Linked DNA regions of Mus musculus: region 1 is linked to region 2. A link is a contact called in public promoter capture Hi-C data. All regions are on one chromosome and are shown on one strand. The core of a region is the stretch at or near the end of the contact, and the rest is flanking DNA. Distances in the headings are between cores, read along the strand shown.

What was found. Promoter capture Hi-C pulls out the DNA fragments that hold promoters and counts their contacts.
Region 1: a promoter capture Hi-C map of hippocampal neurons shows a contact between it and region 2, with 5 times the contacts expected there. The contact joins the promoter of Hccs here to the promoter of Tlr7 in region 2. A contact is called at or near these places in 2 of 39 promoter capture datasets (embryonic stem cells and hippocampal neurons).

The regions. Positions count from the first base shown.
Region 1 is chrX:169,318,980-169,322,404 of GRCm38.p6, forward strand. Hccs (holocytochrome c synthetase) reads right to left here and starts at 1,393. Exons shown (of 7, transcript NM_001331049.1): 1 at 997-1,393; 2 at 459-611. The coding sequence starts at 570. It overlaps Gm15246 (predicted gene 15246), which reads left to right and starts at 1,416. Exons shown (of 6, transcript NM_001361166.1): 1 at 1,416-1,718.
Region 2 is chrX:167,328,870-167,332,530 of GRCm38.p6, forward strand. Tlr7 (toll-like receptor 7) reads right to left here and starts at 1,702. Exons shown (of 3, transcript NM_133211.4): 1 at 1,568-1,702; 2 at 1,132-1,230. The coding sequence starts at 1,134.

The DNA of each region.
Region 1 (3,425 bases), core at 143-2,642, 2.0 Mb after region 2:
TTCAATGATGGCTCTTTACATGCATAGCTGAAAGCCACTGATGTAGGCACTGGTAAACTTTGGAAAGACAAGGCTGATTTAAGGAAAAATTGCATAGATGACAGACTGTGAGATATAAAAAAAATTGTTTATGATAATATCTAGTGAGCAGCCAAATTGGACCAGCCCCAGAGTGCCTTAGTCCCGCTTTGCAAGCCTCACTACCAAGCTACAACTCTAGAACTGTGGCTCTCAGCCTGTGGGTTGACCCCTCTGGCAACGCACTATCTCCAACAATATTTCCATGACGAGTCAGAACAGAAGCAAACTTACAGTAATGACGTTGAAAGGAAAATAATGTTGTGGTTGAGTCACCACAACGTGCAGAACTGGGTCAAAGGGTCCAGCATTAGGAAGGTTTGAGAACCACCGCTCTAGAATCACTAGCTTTCTTTTAATTTTCGAGACAGGCAAGTTACCTTTCCTTTGCCCTTTATGCATCGGGCATCCTGAAGGTGGTGAAGCTGGCTGACCATCTGAAGCATTCGAGGCGTTTACTGCAGTAGCAGGAGAAGATGCTGAGGCACCCATGGCTGGAATCACAGGGGTCACTCCCAATCTAAAATACCCAGCTGCCAAAGCAAGAAATCAGATTAAAACGTGGAGGCTAAACAGTTGATATCCCCTTGTTATTCTGATCCTGGCTGGCCCTGGCTTTTTTTCACCATCCCTTGGGAGAGTAAGAGGTAGGGCACTGGTTCGGGGGTGGGGGTGGGGGGTGGTGAGGGGACACTTTGAAAACAGTGCCTCCATTGGGAAAATACCTTGAAGCCTATGCCACCATTTGGGGACCCGTGCCAGAGTCTGGAAACTTGTAAGATGCAACCACGTCGTGAAGACGGGTGTAGTCTTGATGGTGGGGTCCAAGGGAAAATACACTGAACTAGCCTCGAACCCGTGTTCCCAGTAGGGCAGGCGCCTCAGGGAAAATAGGAAGGTTAAAAAAAAAAAAGTCACCAAAACGGGAGGCAAGGAGCGGCGAAGGGCAGGAAGCCACCAGTGTTGCCTTCCCGTCTATGCGCGTCCCACCGGCACCGCGGTCTGCACAGTGCACCGGCTCCAGCCGGACCCGGACGCCGTCCTGTCCCCAAGTCACCTCGCCGACTGTCCCGCGCCGCGCGGCCCCGAGCGCGTCAACCTGCCCAGCCGAACTCACTCGGCAGCCGCCGGCTCCAGCCGAACCCGGGCGCCGCCCTGCCCCCAAGTCTCCGCTCCGACTTGTCCCGCGCGGCGCGGCCGCGAGCGCGTCGAACCGCCCAGCCGAAGTCGCTCGGCTGCACCCGCGGTTTTTCCTCACGCGGGGTCACCGCTAACGTCCGGTCACAGCCGGCGTTCTCGGGCGCCGTTACTTCCTGTTCCGAAGGCGGGACTTCCGGGAGCACGAGGCAAGCTCGCGCTGAGGAGAGGAACGGTCGTCAGGTCGGGCGGATCGCTCCCACCCCCTTCCGCTCCGAGGCCTCGAGCCGCCCGAGCCTTCTCTCCGTCTCCGCCCCTACGTGCGGGGCGGTGTGTTTAAGGGCGGGTCGGTCCACCCCTTCTCGCTCCGCGGCCTATAGGCGCCCGAGCCTTCTCTCCGTCTCCGCCCCTACGGGCCAGGCGGTGTTTTTTAACTCCGCCGGCCGGCCGGTAAGCCGCTCAGGGTGAGAAGTTAGGGAACCGCGGGGTGTCGCTTCCGAGGGGTAAGGCACGTCGCTGTGTTTTTCTAAGTCATCTCCTTAGGTTCTTGAAAGGTCAACTTGTATTTTTTCTTTTTTGGTTTTTCGAGACAGGGTTTCTCTGTGTAGCCCTGGCTGTCCTGGAACTCACTGTGTAGACCAGGCTGGCCTCGAACTCAGAAATCCGCCTGCCTCTGCCTCTGCCTCCTGAAGGCTGGGATTAAAGGCGTGCGCCACCACCGCCCGCTCAACTTGTATTTTTTAATGAACAAGCGATATTTGTGCTTATTTGTGGAATAAAGTGCTATAATTAAGTAGACGCACTTAAACTTCCACCGCCTAGTCCTTTCAAGGACTCTGGCAACCGTTGTGAGTGTACTCCATGGAATTCACAGCCTTCATCTAAGTAGTATATTTCATATTACACAAAGTACGTTTTTATATTACTTGTGTAGGGTAAACCAGCAGATAGGAGATGGTTATTGTATTGGTTAGGTTTTTGTTAACTTGAATGGAGTCACTGTCTTCATCAGACGGCCCAGTGGGCAAGCCTATGGGGACATTTTCTCCATATCTGTATCCGGTACCACCGATGGGCTAGCTTATATTAAGAAAGCAAAGTGAGCCATGGGACCAAGCAAGCCAGTATGTGGTGTACCTCCATGGCCTCCATGGCTTTTGATTCCTTGGTGGCTTCAGGTTCCTGCTTTGAGTTCTGTGGGACCCCATGAAAATGGCCCCCTTTCATATTAATGTGACCATTGTTTAGGTCTTCTTTATGAAGACATTTCTAGGAGCGTTGGTCCACAGCAGACTTCCTGGTACTCTGGATCTTAAAGTGTTATGCCCCCTCTTCAGTGATAGTCTGGTTTTTTGCTAGTCTTTGGTTCTTGTGGGGAGCATTGTCGGTCCAAGTGGTACAACTTCTTCTAAGGCAGTGGTTCTAACCTCTCAAAGCTCCAACCCTTTAATACAGATCTTCATGTTCTGATGATCCTCGCAAGTATAAAATTATTGTTACCACTACATAACTATAATTTTGTTACTGTTATGAATAATAATGTAAATATCTGATTTACAGATCGTGAGCCATAGGTTGGGAATACATAAATCTAGTCTGTTAATTCTGTTTTGATGTTTCTGCGTCTATGATTTCACAGGTAACAACGTAATTGCATAATATATATTATCTATTTGTGTTAAAACATTTTAAAATTTGTGTTATACATTTTTTTTAAATTTTCCTATGTGTTCTACAATTCTTCTCTCGTTCAACATGTTCATGTTGTCTCCACTTTTAAAATATTTAATTCTTTTCCCCGGCCCTTTGGCCCTTTCTAAATTCTATATCCTTCCTCAAAATTCTTTATTGTGTCACAATTATCCATTCTATCCCACAATTATTGCTTCTCTTACACTCTGCCTTCTCTCATAGAGATCCTCATAACCATTTCCGGTTATCTCCCACAGTTCTCACTTTTTAATATAATTGATTAGAAGAATCATACCTTTCTTGTTCCTGAGATTCTAAGGTTTTCCAAGATCGGAGGCAGTAGGAGGTCTCTCTCTCTCAGGATCACGGCCAGAGAACAGAGAATTGGTATGCCTTGGGTATAAAGACAATATCACTAGTTCCACAGCGGGTCAGAGAACATATAACATACCAGGTATTTTAGATACTGCTGGGAATACAAAAGTGCTGAACGAAGGCTTTGTTCTTTGGGAATCTGT
Region 2 (3,661 bases), core at 452-2,951:
GATTGAGTCTAGCGTGGGTGAAAAAAAATCATTTCAGAAGAAGCTTTGTCTGATTTTGGTCTACCTAATGACCATGTGCAAAGGTTTTGAACGATGTATGGAGCTTCACTGTGTCTCTGTAAGATGACCAAGGAGAGAGCATAGTGCTCATGCATGGTCAGACCCGGCTTGCCTGAACTTCAGCCAGGCTTCTGTGAGCCCTAGACCTTGGAATGGGGGCTTTATGCCTTCTTTGTTCTGCCCAGCTCAAGCAGTGATCTTGCTAAGTCCTTTTATCAAAAACCCTTCCTTGGCTTATGACCACACCCCACCCCTAACCTCCCTACATCTTCCATGCCCCAGCCCTTCACTGGATCTGAGCATTCTGACTCTCCTCTTCCTCCAGGAAATGCTGCGGCATCCTGGCCAGCCTCCAACAAGAATTCTGTCAGACTAAATTAGCTAGAACCCCATCCCCCCACCACACACACCATATGCCTGAAATTTCCTCTTAGTACTTTTCCATCTACTGACTGCTGCCCACCCTTTGCTTTAAATCCCATGTGTTCTGATTGTGTTAGGAATTGAGTCTAAGTGCATCCTGAGGCCTCTACCCTGGACATGCTCATCCCTGAAACCCCATTTCATCTAATTGCAAACTCTGAGCATCTTTGACAGCAGTAGAGCAGGGGGCGTCCCCCAAATCCCTGTTCTTCATGTCTCCTGAATCCATTCTTTCTGTACAGTCATTCAGATAGCAACATATGGTAGGAAACACATTAAGTCACTTTAGGGGCCTGCATGACTTTAAAGATCAAACTGGAGAATTTTTTTTTAAAAAATTAAAATTCTCAATTCAAACATCTACTCTTGCTCACTACAGTATGTACTGAGCATGTAAGAAGTTGGACAGAGCAAACAATGACTAATCCCAAATTATGAAATACTACATTGATTCATTTTGATTATGAAACATCACAAAGCAGTTTCTCCTAGGAAACAACACTCTGGGCATGGAACCCAGGGACTACGGGCAAGTGTTGTACTGCTGAGCTACATCTTCATCCCTGAACAATTCCTAAATACTTTTCTTGCCAGTTCTTAGCACAAAGATGAGCAATGACAAAATCAGGCTCCATAAACTGTTCTTACCATTTTCAGTTTTCTTTCAAAATGGAATCAAGAGGTCTGGTGGAGGAGAAGAGAGTCAGAGATAGGCCAGGATCATCCTGAGAAGGGAGCCAAGGACATCTGCAGTGAGAAACAGAGACATCCAATGTGACACTTGAAAGGCAGCAAAGACACACTGGCAACACTGTTTTATAAATGTGCTGTTGAGAATACATATAGTATTCATTTCATTAAAGTTAGATACAAGAAAGTCAGACTCCAGGAAACTGTTTCCAATCTGACTGAAAATCTGTCTTGGACGAATTGACATTTTAGACTACAACATTATTTTCATTACATTCTAAAACATTTTTTGGCTTACGGTTTGGATTCCTTCTCTTCTCACCCCCATTCCCTTGTAACAGCACGTACATCTACTTACTGAAATTATCGAAATGTGTCCCAGTGTTTAAAATACCTTTCTTGAAGGCATAGAGTGGTTCTATAGATGGAGTCCTCTGAGACAGAGAGAAGGCAACAGAAAACCGAGACTCGCAGAGCCTTTGAGCTGCGTGCTTTGGGCTTTCCAAATACAAAATTGAGGCTGGGTAGTGGGAGGAGGGCAGGAAGGAGCATGACTACTTAACTTACACCACACGGGGGTTGCAGAAACACCCGGCTCCTCTTTTTTTTTTTTTTTTTTTTTTAATCACTAGAGTTGAGGCAACATTTCTAAATCCAAACAACCTGATAAAGCAACCTGTCCTTTTGTTTAAAAGCAGGGATTTATAACTTTGCCACTAGTGTGTGTGTGTGTGTGTGTGTGTGTGTGTGTGTGTGTGTGTGTGTGTGTGCGTGTTATCTGTGAAGGTACATGTGTGTGAAGAGTGTAGAGGAGGATTTCAAGTACACACCCTGTCACTCTCTACTGTACCCTTTTTAGACAGAGTCTCTTACGGAATCTGAAGCTAGACTGGGGTCAACTAAACCTAGAAATCCTTCTATCTCTACCCTGCATAGTACTGAGGTTAGAGACATTCTGCCATCATCATCACATTACTAGGGTCCTGGGGATTCAAACTTTAGACTTGTGCTGCAAGTGCTCTTCTCCACTGAGCCTCTCGCCAGCTCACTATTGACAATCTTGACATTTTGACATTTTGTTATATTGTAGGATGTTTGGCAGCATTCGTGCCCTATCTCTCTAGAAATCAACAGCACTGCCTTCTTCTACTTCTGATAACTACAGACTCGAGAGTATGCCAGGAGGGGGCTGTGTGGTTTAGGTTGAGAGACACTGCTTTATAAATATCTTCGAAATGAGTCAAGATTTATCTTGCATTGTTTTTGGTCCAGTTTGAAGGGACACTGATTTTTGAGTGGTATTAAAGCTACCAGTTGGGTCCCTCACTTTAGTTTCCAAAAATCAGCAATACTTCCATTCTGGAGAATATAAAGAATTATTTGCTTCTCAGAGTGTCCCTAAGAGAAGTATTCCCTCCTGTACTGATAATAGAAGCCTTTTGTGGACAAGCTTAAATTATTGTAGCTTTGTTTAAAGTTATTAATATACCTATAATTTAACCAAGAAAGAAGATGCAGATATTAGCATCCAGAGAACACTTAATAATAACCAGAGTTAACATGCTGGCCTGCATTAGTATCCCTAGTTAGCTGAGAAAATAGCAACTACAGGTAGACCACATTTGCCAAGGGCTTGTTATGTTAAAACACGCATCTGTATTTATGTTATTAAATACTGAAAATCAAACATTTTTAGATGTATTTATTTTCCTTTATGTGTATTATTGTTTCGCATAAAGGCATGATGTTTGTATATGCTGTGTGTGTCTGGTGCCTGAGGAGGTCAGAAGAGGGCATTGGAGTCCTTGGAACTGGAGTTGTCCTCCGTGGTGGTAAGGAGGAGCCAAATTGTATTGTTCAATTATAGGAACCAGAAGTCAATATTGTGAGACTGAGAGTTTAACACAAATCCTGATTTCTAGTATGGCAACTACTTTCTTCTTCATTTGCTGTAGCATGCCAGTAGCACCAGAAATAAACTTACCACTGAAACAAGCCAGATGGTACCCTCTGCTTCTGCCTTTCATGAGCAATGATGAAAATTAATGTTTTTTCCCCTTTTTTTTAATTAGGTATTTTCTTCATTTACATTTCCACTGCTATCCCAAAAGTCCCCCATGTCCCCCCTCCCCACTCTCCTCTCCCCCCCCCCACTCCCACTTCTTGACCCTGGTGTTCCCCTGTACTTAGGCATATAAAGTTTGCAAAACCAATGGGCCTCTCTTTCCACTGATGGCCGACTAGGCCATCTTCTGATACATATGCAGCTAGAGACACGAGCTCCGGGGGGTACTGGTTAGTTCATATTGTTGTTCCACCTATAGGGTTGCAGATCCCTTTAGCTCCTTGGGTACTTTCTCTAGCTCCTCCATTGGGGGCCCTGTGATCCATCAAATAGCTGACTGTGAGCATCCACTTTTGTGTTTGCTAGGCCCAAGAATAGTCTCACAAGAGACAGCTATATCACGGGTTTTTTTCAGCAAAATCT